Linked DNA regions of Pan troglodytes: region 1 is linked to region 2. The links are chromatin contacts, called in public HiChIP or PLAC-seq maps. All regions are on one chromosome and are shown on one strand. The core of a region is the stretch at or near the end of the contact, and the rest is flanking DNA. Distances in the headings are between cores, read along the strand shown.

The links. HiChIP or PLAC-seq counts read pairs in DNA pulled down with a chosen protein or histone mark.
Region 1: an H3K4me3 HiChIP or PLAC-seq map of stem cell-derived excitatory neurons shows a contact between it and region 2, with 4 times the contacts expected there. The contact joins the promoter of ANKRD63 here to the promoter of SRP14 in region 2. A contact is called at or near these places in 4 of 7 Hi-C or Micro-C datasets (blood, induced pluripotent stem cells and stem cell-derived neural progenitor cells) and 1 of 1 datasets of contacts at active chromatin or transcription factors (stem cell-derived excitatory neurons).

Annotation. Positions count from the first base shown.
Region 1 is chr16:32,242,690-32,245,389 of NHGRI_mPanTro3-v2.0_pri, forward strand. ANKRD63 (ankyrin repeat domain 63) reads right to left here and starts at 1,315. Exons shown (of 1, transcript XM_009428797.5): 1 at 1-1,315. The coding sequence starts at 837. PLCB2 (phospholipase C beta 2) reads right to left here. Exons shown (of 29, transcript XM_054667367.2): 29 at 2,665-2,700.
Region 2 is chr16:32,002,345-32,005,044 of NHGRI_mPanTro3-v2.0_pri, forward strand. It overlaps SRP14 (signal recognition particle 14), which reads right to left and starts at 1,362. Exons shown (of 5, transcript XM_001140332.7): 1 at 1,235-1,362; 2 at 1,018-1,090; 3 at 424-536. The coding sequence starts at 1,258.

The DNA.
Region 1 (2,700 bases), core at 65-2,564, 240 kb after region 2:
GGCCATCAGGGCCCCAGCCCGCAGGCGGGCAGCCTCCTCCTCGGTTACCGCACCCAGAGCCAGGCTCATGCTCCGACCCAGCTCGGGCCGTTCGCTGCCCTGCGCCCGGTGCCGGCCCGAATTCTTGCCCGCTGAGCCAGCCTCGCCGCCGTGGCCGCCCGCCGCTCGCGCAAAGCGCGCCAGGAGAGGCCGCGGGAGGCGGCGGGGGCTGGGTCGTCGATGCTCGGGGCTGGCCGCGGGGGCCGGGCGGCCAGGGGGACTATCGGAGTTGGAGCCCCGGGCCGCAGCAGCGGCGGCGGCGCGGCCCCAGGGCCCGGTGAGGGCCTGCACACAGGTCCCGTGGCCGCGGGCGGCGGCCAGTTGCAGCGCGGTGAGCCCCGCACGGTTGGTGCGGTCGAGGCGCAGGCCTAGGCGGCGGAAGGACCGCACCAGGAACTCGAGCACCGCCCCGTGGCCGCAGGCCGCCGCCCACATCACCGGGCTGTTGCCCGCAGAGTCGGCCGCCTCGGGGTCACCGCTGAACTGCACCAGCAGCTGCACGGCGTCCAGGTGGCCTCGCTCGCACGCCAGGCTGAGTGCGGTGCGGCCGCGCTCGTCTCGCAGGTTCACTGCAGCACCCTGCTCGAGCAGCAGCCGCACGAAGCGCGCGCGCAGCGCGGGGTCCGGCAGCCCCACGGCCACCATGAGCGGCGTACGGCCCTGCTCCGCGCGGCAGTCGATGATGCTGCGGTCCAGCGCATCCAACACGAAGCGGGCCAAGTGCACTTTGCCCGCCTGCATGGCCTCCAGGAAGGTGCGCGTCCCCGCTCGGGGGCACAGGTCCTTGGGTTTGAGCATGGCCCCGGCCGCCGCGCCCGGGCAGCCTGGCAGTTCCGCACGGGGGCGCCCCTGTTCTCGCGCCCCGCGGCGCTTCGGCCTCCGCCCGCGCGCTGATACCTCTCCCTCCGCGCGTGGGCGGCTGCAGCCGAGGGTCCCGAGGTTCCTACTCCGGTGTCCCGGAGGCTCCGACTGCCCCGCCGCTCCTGGGCCGCACGCCTGGCGTGTCGCCGCTCCTTCCCCGGGCCTCCCGCCTGGAGGTGTTGATTGCTCGCTACTCCGGGCTCCGCTCCTGGCCCGCCACCAGACGTCGGGAGCAGAGGCTCGACCCTCTCCCGAGTCTCCCACCGCTTTCCCGGTGTCCGGCGCCCCTCAGTCCTCGTGGTTTGGAGCCGCCGTGCCACTCACCCGCACCCAGGGCAGCCCCCGCTCCCCCGCAGCGACGGTGGCGCCCGCCGTGCACGCCTGCCTCCAGCCCTGGCGGGGCGCGCCGCTCCTCAAGCTGCTGGAGCCGTTCCTCCGCCTCCTCCCCTCTCGCGGGGGCCGGGCCACGCCAGGGCGCTTGCTCCTTACTTGGGGGGCTCAGCGGCGCGGGAGCTGCCGCCCGCCTAGATACCTGACTTTATAGCCTTGGGGGTCTCCATGGCAATGGCTGTCCTGGGAGCGGACTGCGCCGTCAGGGCAGAGACGGACGGGGCGGGGGAGACCGCTCCTGACCCCCACCCCTTCGTGGGCCACGAAGTAGGGGAGCGGTTCCTCCTCCGCGCTCCCCTGGGAATGCGGCGGCGGTTGCGGGGCGGGGGCGGGGGCTGCTCGCCGGGGGCCACATGCACCCAACCGGGCCAATCCCAAAGTCGCAGTCTTCTCTCCCCGCCCTCCGCCCCCAACCGAGTCGGTGCCCTCGGCTCCTTAGAAACTGGCGGGACCTCGGGCTCGTCGGGGAAGACTGAAAGCTGCCCCCATCGGTCCGGGGTGAAAGGAATTGGGACCCCATGAGCGCAGAACTGGACCACGCGCGAGCTAGGGGTGGCAGCGAAAGGCGGATGAGGAGTAATTTGGGGGAGGGGGTATACGTGCCGCGGATTGGGGGCGCTCAGCCTGGCTGGGAACTGCCACTCGAAGTGCAGAGAATCACGCACTCACACACAATTGTTCCACCCGCACACGCTCCCTGGGAACGAGGGGTGGGGGCCGAGTGCGCTCTCCAATTTCAGACGTCTCCAACCCCGACGATGCGCCCGCGTGCCAGCTCCCGGTGGCTGCCTAGCGGGCAGAGTGTAGACGCCCAGACCAGGAAGGGGCTCCTTAGGACCCGGGAGTGCCGCGGGCATGTTAGAAGTTCCCTGGCGCCGCCACCCTGGAAAGAGCTAGGGACCCACTCGAGGTTCCCTGCCCCTCGCTTCTCCCTTGAGCACAAAACAACCCCCAGGCCACAGGGCTCTGGCTCTGACCACTGGCTGACCCCTAAAGAGAGGAGGCGAGCACAAGTTCCATTTTCCGTAAGATGCTTGGAGAAACCACTGCATCTCCTCTGCCTCCGGCCAGCAGGTCCCCCTCGGTCCTGGAGGAGGGGGGATGATACACAGGCCTGGGCGGAGCAGAGTTAGGGCGCCTCAGAGCCTGGGTGTGGGTGGTGGGGAGGGTGTGAGTAGGGTCGGAATGGATATTTGTAAAGTAAGGAGTAAAGCAGTTATCAGCTGCAGAATTTACTGAGACTTTTCATGAGCCGCACATTTTGTTGCCGGCAGCGGGTAAGAGAGAGACAGAAGCTCGGTTCTGGGTGCGAGACGTTCCCCCTCTTAAGACAACACTGCGACTTAAAAAATGGACGTTGTCACCTGAGGGCTGAATTCTTCTGCTAAATACGTACCAACACAGTCCTTG
Region 2 (2,700 bases), core at 112-2,611:
TAAATGTATATTTTCTCAAGTGCCAAACCTAACATCTAGCTGCACATTCGCCATGTGAACCACAAAGATAAGGAAATAATAGCATCACCTGGTACCAAGAAACTGCTTATTGAAGGCCCGGCACAGTAAGGGGCTAAGGAATCAAAAATTTATGCCAGCTGCTCCTTACAGTACTACCAATAAGGACCAATATGCTACTTTCATTTCCACAAGAGCTTTAGCAGAACTAACGACTGTCTGACCTCTACCTTCTTATTTTATTCTGGAGGTTTCCACTACTAAAGTATAGGAAGGTCTTGGTCTCAAAAATAGCCACACAGGGCAAAAGGGAAAAATAAATAAAAGCCTGGTTCAGAAACGCCCCATCCTCTGTTAAGTTCAAGTCTTTACATTTCAAAAGACGGCCTTAGAAATTAAGCTCACCACAGTGCTGATCTTCTTCTTCCCATCGGTAGCTCTTAACAGACACTTGTTGTCTGCGGGCTCAAAGCCCTCCACAGTACCTTTCTTTGGAATGGGTTTGGTTCGACCGTCATCTGAAGGAAAAAATGCATCCTGGTGAACACGGCCGCGTACGTGGCTGAGCGGCAGACAAACAGTTAAAACAGAGGAGGGGGGTAAGTGATGACCTAATCCAGCCCCGCTGCTCTGGTTTTGTTAAACACCTCATCTGCTATCACGGTCTGGCGAAACCCTGGAGAAACTATTATTTCCACGACGGAAACATGTAATATCGAAGCACGTTAAATTCCACTCAAAGTGGCGGCGTCTGGGATCCCTGACAAAGAGCCCTGGGCTGCTTGGGGCCCATTGTTACCAGAAGCAACCTAGGCGGCTCAGTGCTGGGGACTGAGCCAGCTACAATCCCTACTATTTTCCGGGCCCGAAGCCCCGAATGTGCCCAGTACAGGGTGGCGAAAGGTAGAGGAAGGCGGCGGTCCGCGGCAGACAGACTCCGGTGGCTCCCAGACACCGGGCACCCAGGGAGCATCGCCCGGCTCCCCTCCCGCTGCTTACACTTCTTCAAGGTGATATAGACGCTGCCCGACGTCCGGCACTTCTGGAAAAGTCTGGTCAGCTCCGTCAGGAACTGGAAAACAACAGGCCCAGCCCCGTTAGCCAGCCCCAAATCCTCGTCCCGCCGCGTCAAGGCCCTGGTCCTCCTGCAGGAGGCACAGGTCTCGAGTAACGCCTGAGCCGCCCCCTTCCCTCGGCCGGCCAGGCCTAGCCATACCTGCTCGCTCTCCAACAACACCATCGCGGCGACGCTGGCTCGACTCCCTCCGCTTAAGCCACTAGCAGTGAGAGCCGGAAGTTCGGCCTAGGCTGGGCGGGACTTCCGCTACTAGACTTCCATTGTCTTCCACCAATCTCTTCTCTTCCACCAATCCCGGCCTGCGCCCTCCCCCCTCCCCGCCCGCCTAGCGCCCGCGCCCTGGGACGTCCGGAGGCCTGTGACCCGGAGGCGCTGGGGCTGCCCTGGGCCGTCACGTGCGAGAAATCGTCTCACCCCAGCCAGTGTGAGGGAGTGAGAGCAAAAGAAAGTTTTGATAGCAGCGTACGATTTATATTCAGCTGTATGCTGGACAGGTAACCTAACAACTCAGTGACTCAGTTTCCTTATCCATAAAGTAAGGGTAATGATAGTATCTACCGCGCAGTGTGGTCGTGAAGCGTAAATGAAACTCAGATTAAATACGTAGAACAGTGCCTGGCACATAGAGCGTGTTCAGTAGGTATCAGCTATTGTTCTTTTCATTATTGTCATTATAAGTTACTGTAGAGATCCTTTAAACTCTCCCTAAACGCTGACCTGCAGCTCTAGCCAGAAGGGCTGGGCCGGGTGCGGTGGCTCACGCCTGTAATCCCGGCACTTTGGGAGGCCGAGGCGGGTGGATCACGAGGTCAGGAGATTGAGACCATCCTGGCTAACACGGTGAAACCCCGTCTCTACTAAAAATACAAAAAAGTTAGCCGGGCGTGGTGGCGGGCGCCTGTAGTCCCAGCTACTCGGGAGGCTGAGGCAGGAGAATGGCGTGAACCCAGGAGGCAGAGCTTGCAGTGAGCTGAGATCGCGCCACTGCACTCCAGCCTGGAAGACAGAGCGAGACTCCGTCTCAAAAAAAAAAAAATGAGGGGCTGGAGCCCAGTCTTTAGTTCTACCTCTGATTAGTCAGGAGAACTAGGTTGTAAGCCCTCTCTGCCAGTAGCCAACTTGAACCCTGGGCCCTCTATAAAGTCAAGCATTCCACCACACAAGAGGTTTTCGCTGAGTGCCTCTCAGTCTGTGCCAGGCACGGTTGTAGAGGTTGGGGATGCAGCAGGATAAGAAAAGCTAAGTTCCTGGTTTCCTGGAAGTTGGGTTAAAGGGGCAGGGAGGAAATAAACAATGAAGCAAACAAGTAAGTAGTACAGCTTCAGATAATGAATTCCGTGAAGACAGCCTAAGCAGGGCTGTATAATGAGAGTGGGAAGGGGACTGCCTGGGTTGGGGTCAGGGGAGTTCTCGTCGAAAAGGAGAACTTTGAGTTGAAAGCTGAAAGGACCAGCCATCCAAAGATCTAGGGACACTGTTTCAGACACAGGGAACGGCTAGAGCAAAACCTTCAAAGGGGAAACAAGTTGCCCTGTGTCTGTAAGACTGGCAGGTGCGGGTAGGGGTGAGGAGGGCTTGTGGAGCAAGGAGTAAAGGAGTATGGA